4 separate regions of the Mus musculus genome follow, and regions 1, 2 and 3 are each linked to region 4. The links are chromatin contacts, called in public Micro-C and promoter capture Hi-C maps. All regions are on one chromosome and are shown on one strand. The core of a region is the stretch at or near the end of the contact, and the rest is flanking DNA. Distances in the headings are between cores, read along the strand shown.

Region 1 (4,978 bases), core at 540-3,039, 640 kb after region 4:
GATCGTTGGTAAAACAGTATTTCTAGGTGTGTCTCTGGGGGAGGTTTTGGAAGAGATTCTCTCACCAGTGTGGGTGGGCATCACCCAATCTGGTAAAGGCTGAGAGCAAGAAAAACGGTGAATTTCTCTCTCCTTCATCTGAACTTCAATCCTCCTCTGCCTCTGGCCACTGAAGTCCTGGCTCTCTGGCTTTGGACTCGGATTGGAAGACTATATTTCTTTAGCTTACAGACACGGGATCACAGAATTTCTCAGCCTCTGTGATGCTCTGGGCTATCTTTCAAAAATCCTTCCTTACATAACCTCACATCCCAATGTTTGTCTCTGTCTATCTCTGTCTCTCCTTCTCTTTCTCCCCATGTGTGAGCCTATATGTGTCTGTGTGCCTACCTGTGTGTGTGTGTGTGTGTGTGTGTGTGTGTGTCTGTCTGTCTGTCTGTATTCAGAGACCAGGCTATCAGTAGCTCTCTGTTGTTGTTGTGTTAAAAGATTTATGTGTATTTGTGTACGTATGTCACATGTATGCAGGTCCCTGAGAGGCCAGAGGGTATCAGATGCCCTGGAGCTGGAGCTCCTGATATCCTGGTATGGGTCCTGGGAGCCAAACACAGGTTCTCTGAAAGAATAGTATATGCTCTTCTCTCTGAGTTCTCTCTCCAGCCCTGGCTCTACCATCTTTAATCTGCAACTCCCAAATATTCTCCCTCTCCCTGTTCCTCTCCCTCTCTTAGCAATGAGCCTAATGAGGTAGCAAGAATGTAGAAGTGTCTAAGGTCAACCTTAGAAGCTACATTCGTAGTTACCAAACTTAACTCCAAGGTAATATATAACTACAGAAGAATCTGAGGAATAAAATTGTATGCCAAAAGGAAGAGAAACTGGGTTTGCTGACCTCTATCACATAAATTCTTATATATGACCATACTATAGTACAAGAATCGGAAGCCAGATATGTATTTTAACAGTGATAACATTTTCAATATTTTCTCAGTTGTGTCCTCTCAACCACACCCCTTCAAACATACATTAAAGATAAATATATATTAAATAGATGGTTTCTGCCTCCAAGAATATCCAATCTGATTCTTTTCCTTCTCCTTCTTAGGGAACACATTATGGTCACAATAAAAATTATCCATGGAAGGGAATAGTTATCAAGAATAAATCCAGGTTCCAAAAGAATAGAATTTGACTAAGCCCACTTGGCTGAGAAAGGGTGAGCAGCTGCCTACAGACTCCCTGGCCCTTATTTGCATCTTCAGTGTTATGCATATTTTTGCTAAGCACTATCCCATTATCTGTAGGTGAGAGGAAAAAGAAAATCCTACCTGTAGCAGGCCTTCAGATCCCCTCCCAATTCCTGAGAAATCTCAGCCAGCGGGGGTTAGGAAGGATTGGGCCTTTGATCTTCCTTGCTGATTGTCTAGTCAGGTCTAGGTGGCTTAGTAACAAAAAACACTGAATCTCACAGTTCTGTAGGCTGGGAAATCTAAGACCAAAGCACCAGTAGGTTTGATGTCTGGTGAAGACCCACTCCCTGATTCATGGCGGTGCCTTCCCACTGCGTCCTAATATGATAGAGGGGGCAACAAACTCTTTAGAATCTCTTTTATCAGGACACTAATCTCATTCACAAGGGCATCTCGGATATTACTTTTTCAACCCAAGGAATTCCAGAATGACACGCATGTTTAAATCACAGCAGAACTACAGGCTTCCTGCTGGGACTACCAGCAAAAACAAAGCCACACCCACGGTGGGCCACTCCCAGGCAAAAGAAGAGGATGGGTGTCAGGGTGCATAGGGAGGCAGAGGCAGGTGGATCTCTGTAACTTCATAGCCAGCTCAGTCAATGTTCCAGGCTAGTCAATGCTATAAAGTAAGCCCCTGTTTTGTTTTGTTTTGTTTTGTTTTGTTTAGAAAAAAAAAAAAGGAAGAAAAAAGAAGAAAAAAGAAAGAAAGAAAGGAAGGAAGGAAGGAAGGAAGGAAGGAAGGAAGGAAGGAAGGAAGGAAGGAAGGAAGAAAGAAATCAAGCATCCTCAAAATCATATTTTCAGCCTGCCTGCCTCCCCACTTTTGTTTTTTTGAAACTGGGTCTCATGTAGCCCAGGACAGATTCAAACTCACTAAGTATCTCAGGCTGGCCTCAAGCTCTTGATCTTTTTGCCTCCACACCCCAAGTACTGTTGGTCACTGCTAGTAGAATTGATATCTTGTGGTAGACTGAGGTAGCCTAAAATATGGTGGGCAGCACCTCTGCTGGAGTTCCACTCTGGGTTAACTGTTGTCATCCATCCCTAATCCATGAGCTGAAAGGCAATATCCAGTGTGATCACATCTGGAGGTGTGCACAGCCTTTGAGAGGTCACACGGGCGGAGCCCTTGTGAAAATATGTTAAGAGAGACTCTAAAGAGTTCTCAAAGGAAGACAAAAGAAAAAAAATCCCTTCTCTGCAAACTATTTAAAATAGACAGGTGCTAGCAGCCAAGGATGGCAGGTAACAGGGTGGGGGTGGGGTCAGAGGCCTGGAATGTGGGGGCCAGGGTTACAGCCCGAGTGAGCATATATTTCCAGCACTTCATAGTGCTACCATATTATTTCCAAAGACTGGGAGACAAAGGGGCAGCCCTGTAGCCCAGCGATCATACATTAAGATATACTGTGTACTTTCTACATGGCAGGCACCATGTTGGTGTTGGATGGAGACCTGCTAATTGAATCCTCATACCTTCTATATATTAAAAGTCAGCAGCAGACGAGACAGACTGACTCCTCATCCCATCCCATCAGTCCCCAGTGCAGAACCGACTCTGAGTGGCCCCTTTTGATAGTGGTTTGCAGTCTGCTAACCAAAGCCAACACAAAGCGTTCCAGAAACGCAAAGTACTCAGTAATTTGACCTGGCCCCACAAGGTCAGTATCTTTAGCAAATCTAGAAGAAAAAAATTTATTTATTTATTTATTTATTTACTTACTTACTTACTTTGAGATAATATGACAAAAACATTTTGGTGCAGAATTTTAAGGCAGAAAAGACGCTGCCTCTATCACTCCTAACTGAGAAAGGCGAAACCACAGCACTTCTTCCTAGCAGGATGCAACTAGAATGGAACTAGAGAAGCAAAGGGACACACAGATGGCCCTGCGCTTAGAAAATACTCAGGGTCACAATCTGGACCATCTGCTAGGTGTTCAGGAAACAGAGCTGAGATGATTTTAGGATTCAATGTTACAGCTTTAGCGCTCACCAGGACCCTCCTCATCTCTCTGACCTGCAAGGCTGTCATCGTCCTCAGAAGTACCACCCCAATCAAGTGGCTTACATCACTTACCCTTTAACCATTCACAGCAGTTGTGCTGAGGACAGGGGAGGGGGGGTCCTCTTTTGAGTCACACCCCTGATCCCTCCTTGAATAGGTAGTTCATGGGACATGGCATCTGAAAGCCAGAAGTATGTGTAGCAATCACTCTTTTAAGACAAGACTTGCTCACAAATACTAGGCACAACAGTGTTCAACTTTAATCCCAGCATTTGGGAGGCAGAGGCAGGTGGGTCTAAGATTGAGGCCAGCTGGACACCCAAGTTCCAGGATACCCAAAACTATTCTGAGGAACATGCTATCACTGGGCTTTATGCAAAGCCACAAGCTCAGGTCTTTTTTTTTTTTTTTTTTTTTTAACAACATAGTATTTCCAACTAAAATCTGTACTTAAAACCACAAGAAAAGTGAATTTCTACAATTCTGTAACCCCAAACCTCTACATGTTGTCTATGAATTATTACAGTGCAAAGGGCTCTCTCTGGTCATCTGTGGCTTCTCTAATAGACATAAGTTCTCCTCAAACCCATAACAACACAACAGCAAATCCTGGGGCTTCGGAAGCCATAATGGTATGGACTTTCACATGGTATCTGGAATCGCTTTCATGCCTTCCCTCCCCAAAATGCAGGACTGATCATATCACACGGTCGGGGACACAAGCTTTGGCTTGAGTTTCCTGGTCAGCTGTTAAACCCACTACATACGTTTTGGTTTTCAGAGTGACTGGAATTAGGAATAGAAAGTGGAGTATAATTGGAGAGTGGACTCACACCACTCTCTCTTTCCCAGAGGTTTGAAAGACCCATCGGTCAGTAGGACACCACCACCTTGTCACTAAAAAGGTGATTCTCCTCTAGAGTCATCTCGTGGCACTTCTGTTTCTCTGAAGGCTTCAGTGAGGCCTGTGGCCTCTCAGATATATCCCAGATAACAAAATGTAACAGCCCCTTGGAGACCTGGGTCTGGAGCTGAGGGCCTGTCTTTTCCATGGATGTTTAAAAAACAGCTCTGACTGGACCCCAAGGGGCAGCCTGCTTCAAAGGGCAGCTGGAAGGCCATGTGGGGATGGAGCATGGCACCTGTGCCCAGGGCTATCAGGCCTATCTTGAAAACAGAATGGAGAGCTTGTGCCCTGGGTTCCCAACAGGCAGCTAATTTCGCCTGCCATTTCTAGTCTTCCTCTGGCTCCAATTGCTTCTCGGCTTCCTCTTTTGCCTCAGATGGGCAGGTTTCCAGAGCTGTCAGATTTTCTTCTGCCCAAGTTAACAGGGACATTGATTTTGGAGGAAGGCAGGCCCTTCCTCCCACCCTCGTCCTTGCCCAGCTCCTGGCTGGATCTCGCCAACACTGTGGTATTGTCTGGTTTTATTAGTACTGCCTGGCTGAGGCCTCCCTTCCCAGGTGGCCCTGGTGGCTCTGGCTTCCTCTACTTGGCATGTTGACATGCATTTTTGGTCTCCCAGGGAGAGACTGCTTACCTGGATAATGGGCACTTGACCCTCTAGTTCCCAAAGTGGACTTGTGTACCGCAGCAGGACTTGCATCTGTTTTCACGACGATCGCCAGGAGGGAGTCATAGCAATGTGACCTTGCTCGGATGGCTCTGAGATTGATGGAAATTGGGTCACTTTAGGGGTTCTAATGGCTCTCAATG
Region 2 (4,610 bases), core at 1,640-4,139, 780 kb after region 4:
GCCACGCTTGCCCCAGGCTCAGAACTCCCGCCCCCTGTTCCGCAGCCGGAGTCGGAAACAGAAATCGCATTGTCACAACACGTAGTCAATAATGGCAACGTGCGTGCCCGCCACACTTAAAGGCACGCTTGTGAATCTGACAACCTAAGTCTCGAGACTCCGTTACAAAATGATTGCTGACCAGGGCCCGACACTCAGGTTCGTAAGCCCGTCTGTCCGTTCTGCCTTCCTGCTGGCCCTCTAGGCCCATAAAGAAGGACGTCCAGTGTCTTACAGTATGAGAGCCAGCCAGTCCTCACTTCCCAGGCTGCTAATGGTTTCACATAAAATGAGCTCCCGGGATTTTACTGCCATTCCGCAGCAACTTCACAAGTGAGAAGATGAGGACACATGAGTCTTCTCGGTTCAGGTCTAAGGAGGAGGAACTTTTCCACGTGGTATTTCAAATACACTGCCTCGCTGGGCTGCTGGGTAATAACAGGGATCTAGTCCGTGAGTTAGGGAGACCAGGAATAAGTCGCCAAGTTCTCTCTAGAGAGAGGGGGATTTGAATTCGCTTCCTAATCCATGGCTGTAAAAGCCACCGGGCGTTTGCATTCCACTTACACAGTATAGACGGGTGGACATCAGCTGCTTTGCGTTTCGACAAGTAATTAGAAGAAAACATTAAATCGCACGTTCTGACCACATAAAGCGGCTTTGTGCCCATGCTCACAGCCCAAGGATTGCTGTAACGCACGGGGGTGGGGGTGGGGGTTGATCATGGGAGCCGCACGAGAGAAAAGGCCCGAATGGACCTGTAAACCTTGTGTTTTAATATGTGTACATTTATATGGAGTTTTAACAACACCCAGCACACCAAACAGCGCCAATGAGCTGCTTTCAAAAGAAAACACCTCCTAGAAGCCTTTAAAACAGAGCTGGCTACCCGAAAATGCATGAAATCTCCAGTCGGGGTATGTTTGGCTATTTGCTGAGAGCTGTTTCTGCCCAGAGATGATTTACCAACATACTTTGTTTGGAGAAAGGAAACCTAAAAATGATACAAAGTTAAAAATAAGTTTTCAACTTCCAAAAGCAGCTGACAGGCCAGTGAGAGGCTTAGCCAGCCAAGGTGCAGGCCTGACCACCTGAGCTGGATCCCAGAAACTCACAGTAGAAGGAAGGTAATGGGTGTGAGCATTGTCCTCTGACCTCCACACATGTATGGTGGTATGCACGCATGCATGCATACACACACACACTGTACTGCTTTCTTGCTCTCTCTCTCTCTCTCACACATACTACACACATACATACACACACACACACAGACTTTTAAGGTAGCATCTTTATTTCTATGTCTAACATCTTTATGTCTAAGAAATAACAATTAGTCATTTTCTTCTTATCTTTTAAAAATACAAATTAACTTTTAAGCCAGGCGTGGTGGCACACGCCTTTAATCCCAGCACTTGGGAGGCAGAGGCAGGTGGATTTCTGAGTTCGAGGGCAGCCTGGTCTACAAAGTGAGTTCCAGGACAGCCAAGGGCTCCACAGAGAAATCCTGTCTCGAAAAACAAAAAACAAAACAAAACAACAAACAAGTTAACTTTTAAATGCCAAATATATAATTTAATATATATTTAAAAAAAAAATAGGGGCCAGACATGTTGGTGCATGCCTGTAATCCCAGCAGAGGCAGAGGTAGGCAGGTCACTGAGTTTAAGGCCAGCCTGATCTACAGTCTAAGCTCTAGACTGGCCAGGGCTACACAGAGAAACTCTGACTCAACAAAAAGAACCAAATCCAAACAAACAAACAAACAAACAAAACCCCACAGTTCGGTATGAGAAACTTGAACTAGTTTTAAAACTTAAAAACACTTCAAATTCAAATAAAATAAGATTCCATATAAATGACTTACGTACACATATTTCTTAATATGTATATTCTTAAGCTTTCAAGACACAACAAAACACAACTTAGAACTCCCTCACACAGTTTTTTCTTTTTGATGACCACAGATCTTCTGGTATCATTAGTCATAAATGTACAAGTGGTGAAAAGTACCCAGCTGCCCAAAATTATTTACTTTGTAGCACAAACGACAAAGGATGTAACACCCACTAACTGACCTGCAGAGAAGGGCGGGCGTTAATTTATTCTGCCTGCCTTGGGTTTTACTTTCTGTTAAAACAAGACTTGTTGCCATATTTAACCCTTTCATCACATTTTTTAAGAGACCAAAGAATAGAGAAAAAGACAAAGTGGCAAGGAGCCAACATTTGTGAGTTCCAAATCTGTTAGTGCCTTCGAGCTTAGGACTTAAAAAGAAGCATAAAATTGGTCAGATTTTGGTGGTGGTGGCCCAGGGACCCTGAGCATTTTAGGTCACTCCGCCCATCACTGAGCCACACTCCCAGCCTGTGATTATTTTCCCTCTGAAAAGCGCAGTGTTAAATAGGAATCTTATCGCTCTTACTGTATACACCACGCATTTTATGTGCAGCGTAGCTCTGGCGGTCCTTTGCCATTCACTGGCCCAACCATGGAATCATGAATGAACGGAAAGTATGAACAGAAAGTCAGAAGACCTAACTGGATGATCCTTCTGGCTGAACGACAACAGGGGCCAGCTTATTAGTTCCCACATATAGAAGCCCTTTGTAACTGCAACCCAGGAATGTCATCTGTCTTGAATTATGTCCACCTGGGATTACATCCCGATGACCAACACCGGCAGAACGCTGGGACCTGAGAACTTCACTGCTTTGGTGATTGACATTTAAACTGTTTGAAGTTTCTAATTAAGGTCTCTTAACAAATTAACTGCAGATGTAGGAAGCTAAGTGTGCAGTAGGCAGAGATCCCAAGTCACCTGAGAGCTGCAAACAGCTAGAACCGGCTCAACACAGTGAGCTCATTAAAGCCGAGGGGCCTGCACTCCTGGTGCCATCACAGTTGCGCTGGCTCATTTAGCTTTCCCAGAGCACCAAGGGCTGAGGTGCAGGAACCCAGGGCCTCCTGCATATCAGAGATGCTCTACCACCCGAGCGGCATCCCCAGACCCCCAGTGTTGTAACTGTAGGGCAGGAGATGGAAATGCCCTGGGAATAAATACCACTCAGACCAGCCATTAAGTCTGTTGTATTGACAGGTTCCAAAGACACCTTGAAACAACCTCTGGACACATCCATGACAGAGTTTCCTGACAGGTTAAGGGAGGTGAAACAACACCCATTCCATGGGCTGGGGTCAGGGACTCAATAAAAAGGGGAAGGCTGGTAAGCGCTAGCATCCACTTCTCTCTGCTTCCCAAACCACCTCACCATGCTTTCCTACCATAATGGATGGTCCCCGCAGCCAGTGAGCCCAAACAAACCCTTTCTTCCTCATGTTGCTTAGCAACGACAAAGCAGCACACCAACCAGGCTACAGGATGAAGAGCCAGCTTGATGGGTCCATCATTTTCACTGCCTACCCATTGCCCAGCAGGTTGTAAATTAGAAGTCCTATGCTGACGAGTGCCCCCATACTCAACCTTGTCCTGTCCTAACTCCCATGGGGCATGCAAGTCCCCTTTCCCAGGAACCCATCTCTTCCTCCCATGTCATCTTCTAAAGGCAGCACCCATGAGGGTGTCCCAGACACCCCCAGAAAGTCATCCCCACCTCTGTTATCTCAACAGCACTCTGAGCTTATCCCTGTGTGATGGTTAATCCTAACCGTCAACCTGATAACATCTAGAAATACCCAGGTGCCTATAGGGAATATCTTAACTAGGTTACCAGAGTGGAAAGTCTGGCCCACTGTGGGCAGCACTATTCTCTAGGCTAAGAACCTGGACTGTAGAAACAGAGTGAGCTAACCACAAGCATTCACATATCTCTCTTTACATTTTTTAAAAAGTTATATATATTTTCATGTGTCTGAGTGTTTTCCCTACATGTATGTCTGTGCACGCACATGTGTTTAGTGCCCACAGGGGCCAGAAGAGGGCATCAGATTCCCTGGTTGTGAAATGCCATGTGGGTGCTGAGAACTGAACCTAGGGCCTCTGGAAGAACAGCTAGTGTTCTTAACCACTGTGCCATTTCTGCAGCCCATTTCTAGACAGTGTAATGTGACTACAGCTTCAAATTTCTGCTGCTGACATTATGATGGACTGAAATCCCAAAATGTGAGTCAAAATAAATCCTTTCTCCCATAAGTTACTATTTTCAGGGCATCTTACCACAGCCATAGGTAAGGAACAGGGCATTGTTTCTTGCCACCTGTCCCAACATAGTTTAGTCAACACTGCTAAGACTTATCACAGGCCAAGGTGTTATCGGGGCTGCTGAGAGACCAAGAAACAATCATGGCAGAAGTACTCCTTGAAAGTCTCTTCCACCCACCAGCCACCTCACACCGCACTTGAAGGGACAGAGGCCAACTAAGAATGGCAACACATGCCTGTGACATCATTACACAGGAGGCTAAGGCTGTCAGATCTCCATGAGTTCATGGGCAGCCTGGGATACAGTCTGAGACCATGTCTCAAGAGTTGAGGAGATGGATCACTAGGTAAAGTGCTTGCCCTTGCAAGCCTACTAAGCACTTGAGTCCAGATTCCCAGAATCCGCGTA
Region 3 (4,543 bases), core at 1,807-4,306, 750 kb after region 4:
CCCTGTGGGCTCCAGGGATTGACTTCAAGACATTAAATTAGGCTTAAAGGCAAGTAGCTTTACCTGATAAACCATCTTCCCGGTCCCCTTTTCACCCCCTTTAATCAAGAGATAATCGACCTACAAACGAGCTCGTCCTTTGAGGAAGTTAGAGCCCTCATGCTCCAATCACTTCCTATGGTCCTATGGGTGACCACCAAGCCTTTGAGAGACAAGATTTCAGATTCAAACCCTCAACGAAGATCACTCCCCATTCATTTAGCCCTTCTGCCTGGATGTGGCTCAGTGGCAGAGCACAGGGCCAGCATCTGAGGACACCTGTTGAGGCTCCTCCTGCCTGCCCCTTCGTCCACCTTCTCCAGCCCTACAAACCTGGTGGCTCTAATGTCTGCCCTCTTCAGCTGTGTTAATGTCTTACCCAGCCATACTGTGTGTTTGTGCTTGCTTGTTTTCTGTACTCAGCCCTGTGGACCTGGCCAGGTCACCAGCAAATATACCACAGATCCAGGCTGGGGTCCCTGCCTATATTCATTCATTCAGAGGAGGTTTAGACAGAAGCAACACACAGCACGGCTCTAGCTCTGCTCTCTCTTGCTAGATCCAATTTGTAAATACAAGAAGTGAAGAAGATATCAATGGTGAAGGTTTATTTTTGCTCATATTTTTATTAATAAGCAGTGGGTACAAGCTTATTTCAATTTGACTATAGAACTCTTATATCTACATCTATAAACAAACACCTATGATTTCATATTTCTATCTGCTCCTGTTGTTTCAGATAAGACTATTCACTAATAGGAATATTATGAAGATTTTAGATTTTTTTATGAATATGAGTACACTGTAGATGTCTTTAGACACACCAGAAGAGGGCACCAGATCCCATTACAGATGGTTGTGAGCCGCCATGTGGTTGCTGGGAATTGAACTCAGGACCTCTGGAAGATAGCCAATGCTTTTAACCACTGAGCCATCTCTCCAGCCCAAATTTTTAGTTTTTAGAGGAAATTAAATAATTAGAATGAATAAACCAGTAAAAAAAATCTAATAAAATATTTATTATAACTATAGGAATACTTAATGTAGTAAAAAACAAAGTAGTAACTTTTAAAATAATATCAAATACACGAATTATATTACTTCATCAAGACTGTATGCTATGTGTCTGTATGTTGTGTGTTTGTATATGTGTTCTGTGCTGTGTATATATGTATGTGTGTGCATTGTATGTGCTGTGTATGTGTGTGCATACGTGTAAGCAATGTACGTGTATGTGTTATACACTGTATATGTGTATGTGTATGTCTGTGTGCACTGTGTGTGCATGCTATGTGAGCATGTGTATCTGTGTGTGTGTTGTGCTGTATATATGCTATATGCTATCTGTGTATATGCACACTATATGTGTGTGTGCACTCTTGTGTGCACACTAGAGGTCAGGTATCTTTCTCAATCACTTTCAACCTGTTTTCCCCCTAAAGTAGGGCCTTACTAAGTAGCCCTGACTGTCTTGGGTCTCAATATGTAGACAAGGCTGACCTTGAACTCACACAGATCTCCCTGCCTCTGCCTCCTGAATGCTGAGATAAAAACCATGCCCAGCTCCAACCTTATTTTTTGAAGCAGAGTCTCTAAGTGAACCTGGCTGGCTAGCAAGTCCCAAGAATCTTCTGTCTCCACCTCCTCAGTGCTGGGTCACAGTGTACAAGCTGTGCCTTTCCTGTACATGAATGTTGCTGATCAAGAACTGAGCCTCCTGCCTACACAGCAAGGAGGAGGCCATTCCCTTGGCCATCCATCCCCCTTGGCCCCATCAAGATAACGTTTAGTGTGGAAACAATTTGCCTCCCATAACCTGTCCTATTTTATACTTTGTAGACTGAAACCGGTACACGTGCAGAGTCCAATCGTTCTAATTGTTCTAATTATCATCACACCCTGATCCTGCTGCAGAAGACAGCAGGTGGCCTTTCCGTTCCTCCGGAGGGAGCTCCCTGTGGGCAGGCTCAGCTTCCTGAGGAGGACTGCCATGGGGTCCTTCCATAAGGTGCATGTTGCTGCAACCCAGGCTGCTACGTGTTCAATATCAGCATATTAAGTGCTCAGTGCTCTGCTCAGAACAGATCAAAGCCTATGGAAAAACAAGGTCTCACTATGTACCGTTGGCTAGCCTGGAACTCACTAAGTAGAGCAGATTGACCTGGAACCTGTGTCAACCCTTCTGTCCTGCCTCCTGAGCACCCTCATATCTGCCGTTATGATTTTGGACCTTGAGTCCCCAGAAACCCTAAAGCTCCCAAACACAGCTCTCTTCTCTGTTCCTCTCTGATGGGTCTCCACCAAACCCATTCGCTTAGAAAGAACCTGCATCCTAAACCAAAACTCCAACATGTGAGTTCAATAGGCAGAAACTTGGGTGGGCATAGGACACTTGGACCCGGGCATATCAGCATCCCTCTAGGAGACCCCTAGTTAAAAGTGGTAGTCACATGACCCATAGAAGTGCTGCCTTGCCACACCCAAACATAGCCGAGAGCATCTTTCTTTCGGCAGCAGGGCCCCCTTACTTGTGTGACTGTATGACCATCGCTGGTAGCCTTTTAGTGGTAATAGAAATTTTCACATTAATGCTGTAAATTCTGCAACATATTTTGACGCCTGATATATCAGATGCGGGGGATGGGGATAAAAACCACAACTGCATAATGAAAAAACATTTATTTTCCCCCTTAGTCCTAGCAGGTCAGCAATTGCAAGCCACTCTGCAAACATACATGAGGTTAGGGACATGGAAGGAGAGGCTAGCCAGCGTCTCACAGCACAAATCACTGTCCCGAAATTTAAGAAGAAAGGAGGATGGGAGCCCTTGGGAGGAAGACCTATAAGATTGGCGAGAGTCCCAGTGTAAAGCGGATTGTTTCTAGAACCATCTTGGAGAGGTTCTTCCACCGGGGGGTCTGCTCCAGGTGGTACACCCACCGGGTCAACCCTTTGTAGTGAGGGCCATCCCGGCATCACCCAGCCAGTTCCAGACCCCTTGCAGAACGCGGAGGTTGGCAACAGCAACGGCTTTTCTGGATGCGTCAGTATTCACCTCCACCCCCCAGGCCTTTCCCAAATGTCTGTTCCTTTCTCCCTCAGCCCCACTGCTACTACGCCCCGGGTGGGCTTCTCAACCCTGCTGTCTGTGAATGTCCCAAAGCCCACAGGGGCCTCCAGTCCAGGACTCGGCTAGCAGGTAGGCCCTGTCCTCTGCCATCCTTCCTGCTTCCGTTCTGGCAAGAGAAAGCCCTCAGCCAGCCCTCCCCGGACAGATCTTGGAAATGATTAATCTCTCAGATTAAACTGAATGAGCTCAATATAAAAATATTTTTAAAAAACAGTAGGGTCGTTAAAGAGTGACAGATTTAAGCGCCATCTGGGCTCGCTGGTCAGGGTGGCGCGAATTCCATCAAACGGCTGAACGGTGCACGATCTGAGAATCCCATCTGTTTTATCTAACATGCCTCCGTCCGACAGTTTTGCCATTTTGATGTTAAGAGTTGTTTAAAGAAAACATTATTCTATGGGATATAGAATAATGCTCTCTCTAAACTCCCTGAATGAAAATGTACACTTGATTATCACAATGTCTGATGGACTGGAAGCGCCACTGGATCCTAACAGTGGTCCCCGAGCAACTCCAAACGGACTTCTTTTCACACACATGGTCATTTCCACCAGTTTATTTTTGTAAACCTTCGGGACCATATGTGGAGATGTTTCTTCGGGTTATCCTATGAAAGTACACTTTAGGGTTTTTTGTTTGTTTTGTTTTGTTTTGTTTTTGTCCCCACTGAAAACTATATTGACTAAAAACTATATATATATATATATATATATATATATATATATATATATATATATATATAATAAAATGGGATTTTTTCTTTCTATTATTAATCCTTTCTCTGTATCCCTCAACTAAAATATTTTTATGGAAATATTGCTGTGAAAAATACTCATGAAACACTCAGGCAGTTTTAATTATCCATGAGACTTATGTTTTTCTTCTTTCTTTAAGCAGAGGGGGGACCCATCCCTAGCCTTTCTGTTTCTGACCCTGGCCACTTTGGAATGCTTCTCTGCCTGCTTAGGCTGTAAAACAAGTTCTAGAAACATCATTTGGATTTCCCTGTGCCTGTTGACATGGTTCTGTTTCTGAAATAGTGGCAAAACAAACAAACAAAAAACAAAAACAAATAAAACCCAGATATATACTGTGGCCACTTCATCTTTAACAAATGAAGAAAAATCATTTCCAAAAGAAATCTAGGAGGGTGAGAAAGGATAGTATAGCAGGCTAAGTGGGTCTAATGTACATTACGTACACTTATGAAAATGTCATTAATCGGTACTTTAAAAAAGAATAAATGTATCCTCCGCATTTAAGACATTTTTGAAGAATCCTATTTTAATCAGACTGTCCTTTAACTGGAAAACACTGCTCCTCTTCAACATGATCAATATGGTGATTAGAACTTTGGCCCATAAAATAAAGGGG
Region 4 (4,578 bases), core at 1,365-3,864:
AAAATGTAAACATTTCAGAGCTCAACATGTTAAATGCCAAACACTATAACCATTCCCTAAACTATAACCAAATCAGCTTTGGTCTAAAATGTCCTAAAACCCAAAATTGATAACCACTCCCCAAGCTGTAAACAAATCAGCTTCAGTCCAAGATGTAAAAATTGATGATTTATAAGGCTTTAAAGTATTTTAAATTCTCTATTAAACATTAATTTCAAATCTAATGTTTACTTAACTTGTACATGTAGTAGTGTGGAGGGTATGGCCTATGGGGCTGAAAGGCACTTGGCAATTAGGATGTCTACATAAATTTGTCTTTCAAATATGTTTTGTTTACTCATACAAACATTCATTATAATACCATGCTAATATAATATCACGCTTAGACATATCATGGAGCAGGAGCAGTTGTTTGGGCAGAAACACCATGTACAGGGACGGATTCACAGGGAAATCTTCTCATAGGCTTGATCTTCATCCTCCATGAAGTCCTTCAACTGTGGCAGGCTGGGGATGGCACTGAAGGAGATCCTAGGAGGTCCTTGTGAGCATAGGCCAGGAGCCATCACAGGTAGGCCTGTGTGGGCCCAGTGACACACAGTGCCAGAAGTTCAATGGTCACTGAGGCCAGGGCCATACACAGTCTCAAGTCTTCTTGCTGATGGGAATCCACACTGAGGTTAGAGAAGCCTTGTCTCTGGAGCAGGACAGTTTGATCCTAGAGTAGAGACCACTCCCAATCTTTCAATTTATGTATTACTTCATTAGATGGTAGATTTGTGCTATCAGGGTTCACAGATTGTGACTAGTTGACCAGCATAGGAAGTGTCTACCTTGGGGAGTATTTCATTAGCTTAGTAAAACCTGTCCTGGACTTGACTTGTATTCAAGCTGCCAGGTGGCCAGCCTGGAGCTTGTAATTGTGGCCTGGCTCCTATCAGAGCTGCCTGGTGGCCAGTTTCTTTTTGCTTGTTTGTTTGCTTGCTTTTTTTGTTTGTTTGTTTTTGTTGTTGTTGGTTTTTAGAGATATTGATTTCTCTGTATAGCCCTGGCCGTCCTGGAACTCACTTTGTAAACCAGGCTGGCTTCGAACTCAGAAATCCGCCTGCCTCTTGGTGGGCAATTTCTATCTCACATACATTGCATTATTGCAAGTCGCACAAAATTGTTACTAAGTTACACAATTTCTTTAAACTTATATTCCTAACAATCAGTCAGTTGGTGGAGGAGGCATATAAAGGTAGAGGCACTTATAAATCAGGACCTTGACCATTCATTAGATGCCAGGACTAAAGCCGACTTTGGTTTGTGATACTCTGGCTGTCACAGACCACCAGAAGGAAGGCAGAGAAAGCATGACGGATGTCTTACTATTTGAGATGTGGTGGCATATACAAGGGGAGAAGCTAAGTGGGGAACTAGATAAATAGGTTTGAACTCCGAGAAAGCAAGGAAAAGAAGTGTAAATCTGAAATGTATTGATTGGAGTGTTGGCAGCAGATTAAATCATACAGGGAAATTTGTGGAGTAGGAGAAAAGGATGAGGCTTTTAAAACTCTTAGCGATCATTCAGGGCAGGCAAGCCAGTCAAATAGACTTGGGGGTGGGGTGGGGGAGGGGGACAGGAGAGAGAAAAGGCAATAGGCATAAAGAAGAGGGCATTTTAAGGAGGAGGAAATTGTGAGATGAGGTAGCATTGGGAAGCAAAATGTCCTCTGGCCTTAGTAAGGGCAGAAGACAGCAGAGGTGACTGGCAAATGCAGTTTCCCTGAATGAAAGCCAAATGAATGAAGTTGGAAACAGCTGTGGTTGGGGGTGGAGGTGGGGGTGGGGGAGGGGAGAAGCACTCTGCTTCAGCGATGAAGGGCAGCGAAAGGCAGGGTGACACATAGAGCAGAGGAAAGCTTGGAAGTCACTTGGTGCTGAGGATGCGGACTCCACTCCAAAGAGGGAGACAGATCAGAGACTGATGCTTTGAGGAGGGTCGGAGGTCATTGAGGTTTGAGGTCTGTAAGTCTGGTAGTGGAAAGTACAAAGGTTTTTTCTCTTGAAGGTGGCAGCACAAATAAGTACTAGGAGTGGAAACTGAGTGGGTGACCTTCCCATCAGGAGGGAGGTGTAGCACCTAGTGGTCGTGACTGTATGGCACTGCTCCAAAGGAGGCGCAGTCCTGAGGTTGCACGGCCTTAGGAGGAGGAAGTCACTTCCCGTTTCAAAGGGAGAAAGTGGGGACATTTCTTCAACAACTTCAGACAGAAAGAAGCGTGGAGTTGAGATTTTCTGCAGGGATTCCACAGCCCTCGGCGGAACGTGCGAGACAAGCCAGGAATAGGCTTAGAACGCACGGATCCGCAGGGAACAGCGGCCAGGCCCGGGAACCGCCGCTGCTGCTTCGCGTCCCAGCTGCGCTTTCTCTTCCCAGCAAAGCCTGTCTGCCCCTGCGCCTCCTTCGTGGCGAGCGCTCTGTTCCGACGTCACTCCGACACGGACCAATAAGCGGAAGAGGAGAGCGTGAGTGATGGAAAGGGCAACCGATGGTCCCGCGGCGGGAGGCGGGACTAGACGGGAGCGGGCAGCCGCGAGTGGGAAGCGGCGCGGCGGGGGGCGGGACGCGGCGGGGTGGGAGTGGGAGGGCAGCCCCTCCCCTGGCGGCGGCGGGCTGGGGAGCCGCCGGAGTTTAAGCACGCGGGAGGGGAGATGAGATCGCGGCTCGTGCTCCTTGCAGGTAAAGCGCGGGGCGGCCCGCTGAGGGCCGAGCGCAGCTGCAGGGCGCTCGGAGTTGGGCGCGGGCTCCCGGGCTCTCAGCTGAGCCGCCAGCCCTGCGCTGGGGCCCGGGGGCGGCGCCCGAGCTCTGCACCTCTACTAGAGTTAGCTCCGACACTCGAGCTGCCTCCCGCGGACGCCGCCCCGGGCGGTCTGCGCCTGGGTAGAAGCCGCACCCCGGACAAAGAGCGCGCGGTAAGGGTGCGCGCCCCGAGCTCAAGCTCCGGCACTGCCCTGCTACGGCCGAGGTCGCCGAGCCAGACCCTTGCCTGCTACTGTCTGACCCAGCCGTGCAACAGCTTTGTAACCCGGGAGTCCACCGGGTGCAGCGGCCACCTGGCCGCGGGGTCCCCGCGCCTGGTCGCCAGCTGGCCAAGGCACGGGCGACGGCTGGACACAGCCGGGTAGCTTGGCCGCCCGCCCAGGGTTACACGGAGAGCCACCCAGCAGAGCCAGGAGTGCCAGTTACTCTACGCTCAACTGTGGAGCAAAGCTGGTACCACTGGCCTGGGAGCCTGGAACGGCTGCCAGGAGTTGGGGGAGCCAAGCAGGTGGTGTAGCAACCGCCTCACCTCCTGCGAACTCCACGGGGAGTCTGGGTTGTTGATGTTGTGACTGTGGGCTGTTTGTGTTTTCTTTCTTTTTATAACTACACACAAAAGAAAGGAGGAGTTAGAGGACAGATATCTCCACTGAATCATCCACACTTTGCTCTCTCCCCGTGAACAGATGGATGGGGAGAATTATAGTAAGGATTGACTGGAACCATTTTTGCCCCTTGTACCTGCATCCCCCGAAAGCTGTGCACTATAGGTGGAACTGGGGCAAAGTGAGGTATGCTCGCCCACCTGGGTGGGAAAATGGTTACATGCTAGCAAAGTGGAAACTTTCTGAGGCAGAAATTCTGAATGTGAAACCTCAGATGGGCAGCCACTTCTTGAATTAGGAAGATGGGTCACAACAGGATTCACCTTACTCTGCTTTTGGCCCATCACTACAGAGGATGGCTGGCTCCTTTGCCTCTAGCACAATGTGTGCTAGCTCTCTCTGCATCGTGCCAGATACGGGTGGTCAGAAACTATCACATTATTTAATCTGATTTCTAGAGGCAAGGTTGCCCTCCATCCTGAAGGGCAACTGGCCCTGGATGCATTGCCCTTAATGTAAAGGACAAGAGGCTCTCCATGCCTGTGGAAGAGTCTCCAGTTAGGTGGCTGCAGCCGGTTCCCCGTTTTCCCGGGGTGAATCAATTAGGTTGGGTCACTCTGCCTCATTGCAGCCAGGGCTGCTGTGACCATTGTTATCGGAAGCTTACAGTTCACAGCTCAGTGCCATTTAGCCTCTGGGGAGATATTGTTTGAGGTCTTTTTGACCTTTTGATTATTGACAGATGAATATATTTTAACCCCCTATAAAACCGAGGCTTAATATTAAGAGTTTGAGTATTGGGGATGGAGACTACTGGTTTGTTCCACATTGAACCTCTCTAAGGAGCCAGTTCAGAGAGTTCAGGAGACACCAGAACACAAGCTTTGTTACTGTGACTGTCTCTTCAGACTACTAGTAATAGGTTCAGTGTAGATGGGTCATTGCTGGAACTGGAGCCACTGTGCACATCCTGTTTAGCACCTCCTTACAGTGAGCTACCATCCAGGCTGTGGCTGAGGAGCCATGGCTCCCAGTCAGGGTATAACCTGGAGAAGACCATTAAGACATGTTGCTTAGTCAGAAACAAAGTATTCTTTCCTATACCCTGACAGGGATATGAAGATCTCTGCCACCTTGTGGGGCATGGTTTCATCTACCCATGCACCA

Evidence for each region. Promoter capture Hi-C pulls out the DNA fragments that hold promoters and counts their contacts. A called contact is a pair of places that touch in the nucleus more often than the background predicts.
Region 1: a Micro-C map of embryonic stem cells shows a contact between it and region 4, with 4 times the contacts expected there. The contact joins the enhancer-like site here to the promoter of Tmtc4 in region 4. A contact is called at or near these places in 1 of 39 promoter capture datasets (the C10 cell line), 2 of 484 Hi-C or Micro-C datasets (cerebellar granule neurons and embryonic stem cells), 2 of 115 datasets of contacts at active chromatin or transcription factors (bone marrow-derived macrophages and large pre-B cells) and 2 of 9 other capture datasets (adipose tissue and liver).
Region 2: a promoter capture Hi-C map of second pharyngeal arch cranial neural crest shows a contact between it and region 4. The contact joins the enhancer-like site here to the promoter of Tmtc4 in region 4. A contact is called at or near these places in 10 of 39 promoter capture datasets (the 3T3-L1 cell line, 3T3-L1-derived adipocytes, the C10 cell line and 6 more), 5 of 115 datasets of contacts at active chromatin or transcription factors (craniofacial prominence, embryonic forebrain, embryonic stem cells and 2 more) and 2 of 9 other capture datasets (liver and macrophages).
Region 3: a promoter capture Hi-C map of hippocampal neurons shows a contact between it and region 4, with 5 times the contacts expected there. The contact joins the promoter of 1700108J01Rik here to the promoter of Tmtc4 in region 4. A contact is called at or near these places in 6 of 39 promoter capture datasets (the 3T3-L1 cell line, cranial neural crest, embryonic stem cells and 3 more), 2 of 484 Hi-C or Micro-C datasets (cerebellum and embryonic stem cells), 14 of 115 datasets of contacts at active chromatin or transcription factors (SST interneurons, T-cell acute lymphoblastic leukemia, bone marrow-derived macrophages and 11 more) and 2 of 9 other capture datasets (adipose tissue and embryonic stem cells).

The regions. Positions count from the first base shown.
Region 1 is chr14:122,338,557-122,343,534 of GRCm38.p6, reverse strand. The region is part of intron 2 of Clybl (citrate lyase beta like); the gene reads right to left. Among named protein-coding and RNA genes, the nearest start is that of Gm25464, 47 kb to the left of the region's middle. Within about 2 kb of position 1,789, at least 9 of the 459 cell types and tissues checked have an H3K27ac peak or open chromatin away from gene starts, as enhancers often do. A contact at or near this core is called in cerebellar granule neurons and embryonic stem cells, where this site is marked.
Region 2 is chr14:122,198,655-122,203,264 of GRCm38.p6, reverse strand. All of the region lies in intron 1 of Clybl (citrate lyase beta like), which reads right to left. Among named protein-coding and RNA genes, the nearest start is that of Clybl, 19 kb to the right of the region's middle. Within about 2 kb of position 2,889, at least 8 of the 459 cell types and tissues checked have an H3K27ac peak or open chromatin away from gene starts, as enhancers often do. A contact at or near this core is called in craniofacial prominence and second pharyngeal arch cranial neural crest, where this site is marked.
Region 3 is chr14:122,232,151-122,236,693 of GRCm38.p6, reverse strand. It overlaps 1700108J01Rik (RIKEN cDNA 1700108J01 gene), which reads left to right and starts at 3,056. Exons shown (of 2, transcript NR_015532.1): 1 at 3,056-3,238. The region is part of intron 1 of Clybl (citrate lyase beta like); the gene reads right to left.
Region 4 is chr14:122,981,319-122,985,896 of GRCm38.p6, reverse strand. Tmtc4 (transmembrane and tetratricopeptide repeat containing 4) reads left to right here and starts at 2,614. Exons shown (of 18, transcript NM_028651.3): 1 at 2,614-2,725.